Linked DNA regions of Sus scrofa: region 1 is linked to region 2. The links are chromatin contacts, called in public Hi-C maps. All regions are on one chromosome and are shown on one strand. Each heading gives the region's core, a stretch centred on a gene start, on an enhancer-like site or on the middle of the called end of the contact. The rest is flanking DNA. Distances are from core to core; before and after follow the strand shown. Region 1 overlaps IL1R2 (interleukin 1 receptor type 2). Region 2 overlaps IL1R1 (interleukin-1 receptor type 1).

Region 1 (3,160 bases), core at 68-2,567, 120 kb before region 2:
CATGGAGGAAGGTCATACAACATCACTAGGAATATCAAACTCCGTATCAAAAGTAAGTACAAGCCATGGAAGATGCCTTTCTTCACCCTGGTTTAGTGACAAGTGTGCAAGGAAAAAAGTCGGGTTTCACCTAGAATTCCTTGACTATCTTTGTACAAAAGGAAAATAGATATGACATCTAAGTATCAGGCTTCTGAGACGTGTGACACTTGGAAATGTAGGAAGCAGGGTGTTTTCATGAGGAAAAGTGAATCCCCAGGTATTTGACAGGGTTCCCAGTCTGAGGCTAAAACACATACCACTAGAGGGGGCCAAATGCTGGCTCACTTGGAAGGTCCCTTTGCACCTCCAGGTCCAGCCGTCAGAACAGTTGCCATAACTTTAGGTATGATTCTAGGATACTAGGATTGTATTGGATTTTTCAGTTGCAAGGCTATGCACTGGCAGGGCGGGTGAAAATTGCCCTTTTTGGTCTTCCCCGGGCATGTCTAGTTACCTATGAAACCAGGCTTATAGAAAAGGGAGGGCTCTCATTGGTTTAAATGAATTCTACCTAAAAATTACATTGTGGACAATATTGACCAGTATGTCAAATTTGTCCATCATTTCTTCCAAACCTCCTACATGCTGGATGTCAAGGCTAGGGGAAGGGCCACACAAGGTTTGAAGTCCTGGCCCCTGTTCTGGAGAATATGGCACTTTTATACACGGAATGACGACACAACTGATGAGAGCTCTGCATAGTTCCAAATCTCTCTTCCACTATAGTTCCTTCATAGTTCCAACAATTAAGGTCGGAACCTTAATCGTTACAGCGATTAAGGTTACATTGTTGGTCTATGAGGGAAAAAGACCTTTTTTTCTCCCAGAGGGTCCAGAGCTTCAGAGTTACTTTAGGGAAAATCGTGCCTCCTACGAGCGGAAATCTCTATTTTCTTTGATTGTTCTATGAGGATTCGTGCACATTAACACCTTGCTCCCTGACGGGGGAGTGGAAGATGGCAGAATCCCTCCACTCCTGCGATTTTGAAGGGGCCCAGGATTAGCCTATTCGTGTGATACTGCATATGAACACAAGGGTGCGCCAACCCACGCATTATTCTTTCATGATTACGCTGTCTCCATTGTTCCTAAACGGTGGTCCTTTTTCAGACCCAGCGCATCACCTGGGTATCATTAGACATGCAAAATCTCAGGCCCCATCCCAGACCTCCTGAATTAGAAACGATTAGCAATCTGTGTTTAATAAGCCTCCAGGCAATGCTGATGCATAGAGAGTGTGGACCCACTGACGTATCTAGTCCTGGAAGCTTCCTTTCCCCCTCCCTGCTCCCCAGCCTCCCTGCAGCAGCCCTGTGACTGGGGAGGGAAAGGCTCCTGGTCACCGTCACGGTGGAGAAGCCAACTGCTCCCTGGGCTCTCCTGGGATGCTGCCTAATGCTTCCTCCTGTTAGGGTTTCAAATGCTCTTTAAGAGGTGAAGGTGGAGACCCGCAGCCCTTCATCCACCCCAAGCTGTCCTTTTGGCTCCAGTTCTCCGGCCCGGGGTTTCTTCAAGCTGCCAGGAGACCTGACTCTGGGAGAGCTGGGTTCTGATTCCTCCCTGAGGTGCCAGTCTTCTCAGTGAGCAGGACCCTTTCCCCAAGCTGGGTCACTCTGCTTGTCCCTCAGTGTGGAGTGAGCATCTCAGACAGGTGGTTCCTGAGCCCCTGTGCCTTTTTCATATTGAATTTTTTGTAGGTAACGCCAGTGTCCTGCTGCAGGCACTTGGGGAAGTGCTGCTGGAGTGGGGGGATGAACTTTAGGGCCAGAAAACTTTAGGGTAAAACCTTTCTGGTGGACATGGTGAATGTTCCTATTAAGTGTTCCTCCAGGAGGCTGGGGAGGGAAATGGTTAACCACTACCCCATCTGTTGGTGGAATGTGTGTTTAACTGTGGCTTCTTCCAGGAATCTGTCTTCTGGGAAAGGCATTGGCCCAAGAGGCTCTATTTGGTGGAGAACCAGTTTCCTTTCCAAGCCTCACAAATGCTGGCCCTGTTGCAGAGGACAATTCAGTTAATTAGCTAAACAATAGAACTTCACCCTCATTTCAAATGAAGGCTTTCCTCCCTGACTCTCTTCCTTGTGTCTTTCTCAGAAAAAGAAGAGGAGACAATTCCCGTGATTATCTCCCCACGCCAGACCATATCTGCTTCACTGGGTAAGGGCCATGATCCCCACGGGTGCCTGCTGTCCCAAAGTCGGGTCCTGCGACCCCTGTGTCATCGACCACGCCCGCCCTGGGGTGTGTGCAGGTCCTGGGTGGAGACCCTCTGCAGTGGGAGAGGCTGAAATAGCAAAGGCCAGGGAACATTTCCCTTTGTCCAGCACTGTCAGAAATGGCCTTTTGGAAACAGGTATATTTTGCTTTGTGAAAACCCCACCTACAAAAATCTCAAGGCAAACATCAGACCATTCTGGTAGTTATACACAGTGGGAAAAGATTAAGGGTCCGCGCCTGCAGTATATTTAAAATAATTCACTTGGGCGTTCCTGTCGTGGTGCAGTGGAAACAAAATCAACTAGTATCCTGAGGATGACCCCAGGCCCTGCTCAGTGGGTTAAGGATCCAGCATTGTTGTGAACTGTGGTGTAGGTTGTGGACACGGCTCAGATCTGGTGTTGCTGTGGCTGTGGTGTAGGCCAGCAGCTGCAGCACTGATTTGACCCCTAGCCTGGGAACTCCCATATGCTGTGGGTGCGGCCCTTAAAAGCAAAAAAATAAATCACTTTGCCAACACTTGGCTGGTGCTCTGTGTTTCCCTGATTCCATGTTCCTGCTCCCACCCCAATCCCAGACAGTCTCCTGTTGCCACAACAGCTGGTCAGTGGGTCAAGGGAGATAATGAAAATGGTTGAGAGTTTGCCATTTTCCACCATTTTTTCCTGTGTTGGCTGACACACTTTCTTACTGAACATTATTGAATGTTATTATTACTATTGAACACTGCTAAGTCTAATAAGATGCCATTTGATGCCAACATCCAATCTGTGGGAAGATCTTACTTCTCCCAATTTCCAGAAGAAAGGTGCCCTACTGGTCACTGGCTCAGTGTCTGTCAAAAAGCCACAGTTGGGTCAGGCTGGGGTTTAGATTCAGGCCTGTGAATCTGTGAAGCC
Region 2 (3,110 bases), core at 273-2,772:
GATATTTTTGCTGTCAGAGGCTTAGTTCTCATGGGCTGCGCTATTTCTTGGGAAATTATTGAGTAACAACCCTAGAAAATAATCATTCTTCTAATCATTCTTGCAGTGAGCATTTGCTGAAAAGTATGAAGTTATAGCTACTTCTTTTACTCAAAATAGTATTTTGAAAGCTAAATCTACTTGGCCATTTCATAACTCTCATTTTTTCTTTATTTTCTGGTGAGAAAGTCATATCAATAATCTTAAGGAACTCCGTACCTGGGTATTGTTCAGAGGTGATGCCGGGGATAGATGTCATTTTAATTTTGAGTGATCTCACATGCCAGGCTGACTCTATATAGTCAGGACAGGCCATGGAGAATCGTGAGCATTCCTGAGTGTGGTCATTGCTTTGTCTATTATCATGCTAGAATCTAACAACGGTTATTATTATCTCTCATAGTTCTGTGGTTTGATGGGATTCAGCTGGGTAGTTCTCCTTTGGGGCCTCTCCTGTGATAGAAGCTGACTAGAGTTGATTGGCTTAAGATCCAAGATGGCTGGCGCTTCCATGGCTGGGGTAGACGCTGGCGGTCAGCTGGGGCTGTGGACTGGAGTGCATCCATGTTGGCCTCCATGTGGCTTAGGGTTTCTAATAGTGTGGCAGTCTCAGGAGAGTGATACTTCTTGTTAGGCTGCTTTGGGCACCAAGAATTAGTGTACCAAGAAGCCTGGGAAGAAGCGACAAGGTTTTTGATGACCTTGTGTCAAAAGTCCCAGAATGCCAATTCCACCTCATCCTGTTGGTTGGAATTGGTTGAGTAAGTCACTGATTCAAAGGGAGGAAAATCAGACTTTGCCTCTTAATTAGAGGAGGAGTGACAGGTTTTCAGCCATCTTTAATCTACACAATAACCGTATTCAACACAAACTACTTAGGGAAAATAAATTGGCAGTTATGTTCAGAAAGGATCAAAGAGTTGCATGCAATGTGAAAATCCGGATTTTGGAAGGTGCTTGGGGAATAGGGAAAGTGACAAACTGAGGGACGAATTACAGAAACTTGCAGAGAACCAAAGATGGTGGGAATTACAAATAAAGAATATTAGATTTAAAACTGCATTTAATGAGTTCCCTTTGTGGCTCAGAGGAAACAAACCCAATTAGTATCCATGAGGATGAGGGTTCGATCCTGGATCCTCGCTCAGTAGGTTAACAATTCAGCATTGCCATGAGCTGTGGTGTAGGTCACAGATGTGGCTGGGATCCCGCATTGCTGTGGCTGTGGTGTAGGCTGGTAGCTGCAGCTCTGATTCGACCCCTAGCCTGGGAATTTCCATATACCACGGGTGCTGCCCTAAAAAGCAAAACCCAAAACAAAAGAAAAAAAACAACAACTGTGTTTAATGAAAGCAGAACTTTTGTTATGTGTCTAGCATATGACTAAGGTTTCAATCAGCTCTTCTTGGATGATGTAGGAAGGTCGATGACAGCTGCCTTTGGATGGTGATGAATGGTTTGACTATTGGGGCTTTTGTTTTGTGTGTTGAAGCAATCATCAGACCAAAAACAGCTGGTATAAGAGAGGGACCACTAGTCCAGTTCTGTTAAGTGTTACCAGTTCTTGAAAGTTACTAGTCTATTGGCCTCAGGAACTTACTGTGCTCTTTCTGTGTTAATGTGGGAAAAATCAGGTCCAAGAAGCCTCTGTGGTCATTTGCATTCACTGAGCAACATGAAAGCTGAAATTAGAATTAAGAGTTGGCAGGGCTGCCTGCCATGTCTGTCTTTTCTTCTTCCCCTGCAAAGGAGGTTAAGGCATAGTTTATTGTCTGTGGAAGTCTTATGATATTTTATACTTTCTCCCCAGCTCTCATCTCTTAGTGCACACGTGGATGCCTGATGGGTAAAGGTCTTTAAAAAAATCAGAGGAACTTGAGTAGAAGGAGGATAACAGGAGCCCACATAAAACTGCTTAGAGAAAGGGAGAACATTCAGCTGATTAAAACTGAGAAATTGCAGTGATGGGAGGTAGGAAGAGACACAGATCTAAAAAGTGGTTATTTGGAGGTCAGGGGATGGAAAATGTGTGAAAGGAGCCAAAAAAACGAGGCCATAGAAGGAAGTCCATCTAGGACAGCGGTTTTTAAATCTGTCTCAGGGAACGCTCTGGTTCTGTGAACAGTTACTGGCAGTTCCATAAATAAAAAATAAGCGTAGCCAGAATCACAGAGGCCCTGTGTGCAACATGTAATAATTTTTTATTTTTTTTCCACAGCTGAAGGCACCTTAGCTCATGAATCCTCATTTCCATCTGAAGCCAGAAAAAAAAACCTTGCCAAAGCAAAGTTGTTTAGTCTCCCTGGGTAAAAGACTCAGTCTCTTTGTGGGTAGCAGCATGATCTATTTAGAATTTTTCTCTCTCCAAATGGCCTTTCCTTTCTGGGCTGGAGTTCTGCAGAGGTGGTGGAGGTGGATGGCCGTGGATGGTGTGTGGCTTGTCCTGATGTCCAGGGAGGGGTTCTGCCCATAAGTCATCCTTTGGACTTATAGTCCTTGGCTGGGATCATGCTGTTCCCAAATGCAAAGGCTCAGTGCCTCTAAAGTCCCTTTCGTTTGCAGCAGCATGGATGGAACTAGAGACTCTCATACTGAGTGAAGTAAGTCAGAAAGAAAAAGACAAATACCATATGATATCACAAATACCATATGATATCACCATATAATATAGGGCACAAATGAACCTTTCCACAGAAAAGAAAATCATGGACTTGGAGAATAGACTTGTGGCTGCCAAGGGGGAGGGGGAGGGAGTGGGATGGGCTGGGAGTCTGGGGTAAATGCAAAATATTGCTTTTGGAATGGATTAGCAATGAGATCCTGCTGTGTAGCCCTAAGAACTGTGTCTAGTCACTTATGATGGAGCATGATAATGGGAGAGAAAAGAATGTATACAAGTATGTGTAACTGGGTCACCATGCTATACAGTAGAAAAAAATTTGTATTGGGGAAATAAGAATAAAAAAAAAATTAAAGTCCCCTTCAAGCATCTGGGACTCTGAACACTTAGGGGATGCATTGAATTTTGTGAGGCAGCCTGTCCTAAGGCCCAGGCAGTTCTGCTGCCCCTT

Evidence for each region. Hi-C and Micro-C count contacts between places; a contact is called where the count stands out from the background.
Region 1: a contact with region 2 is called in a Hi-C map of subcutaneous adipose tissue, with 2.2 times the contacts expected there. The contact joins two enhancer-like sites. A contact is called at or near these places in 5 of 47 Hi-C or Micro-C datasets (blood, embryonic fibroblasts, epiblast stem cells and 2 more) and 1 of 2 datasets of contacts at active chromatin or transcription factors (skeletal muscle).

The regions. Positions count from the first base shown.
Region 1 is chr3:52,373,663-52,376,822 of Sscrofa11.1, reverse strand. IL1R2 (interleukin 1 receptor type 2) reads left to right here. Exons shown (of 9, transcript NM_001243363.1): 5 at 1-52; 6 at 2,139-2,201. Among named protein-coding and RNA genes, the nearest start is that of IL1R2, 30 kb to the left of the region's middle. Within about 2 kb of position 1,317, at least 19 of the 83 cell types and tissues checked have an H3K27ac peak or open chromatin away from gene starts, as enhancers often do. A contact at or near this core is called in subcutaneous adipose tissue, where this site is marked.
Region 2 is chr3:52,256,288-52,259,397 of Sscrofa11.1, reverse strand. All of the region lies in intron 1 of IL1R1 (interleukin-1 receptor type 1), which reads left to right. Among named protein-coding and RNA genes, the nearest start is that of IL1R1, 77 kb to the left of the region's middle. Within about 2 kb of position 1,522, at least 9 of the 83 cell types and tissues checked have an H3K27ac peak or open chromatin away from gene starts, as enhancers often do. A contact at or near this core is called in subcutaneous adipose tissue, where this site is marked.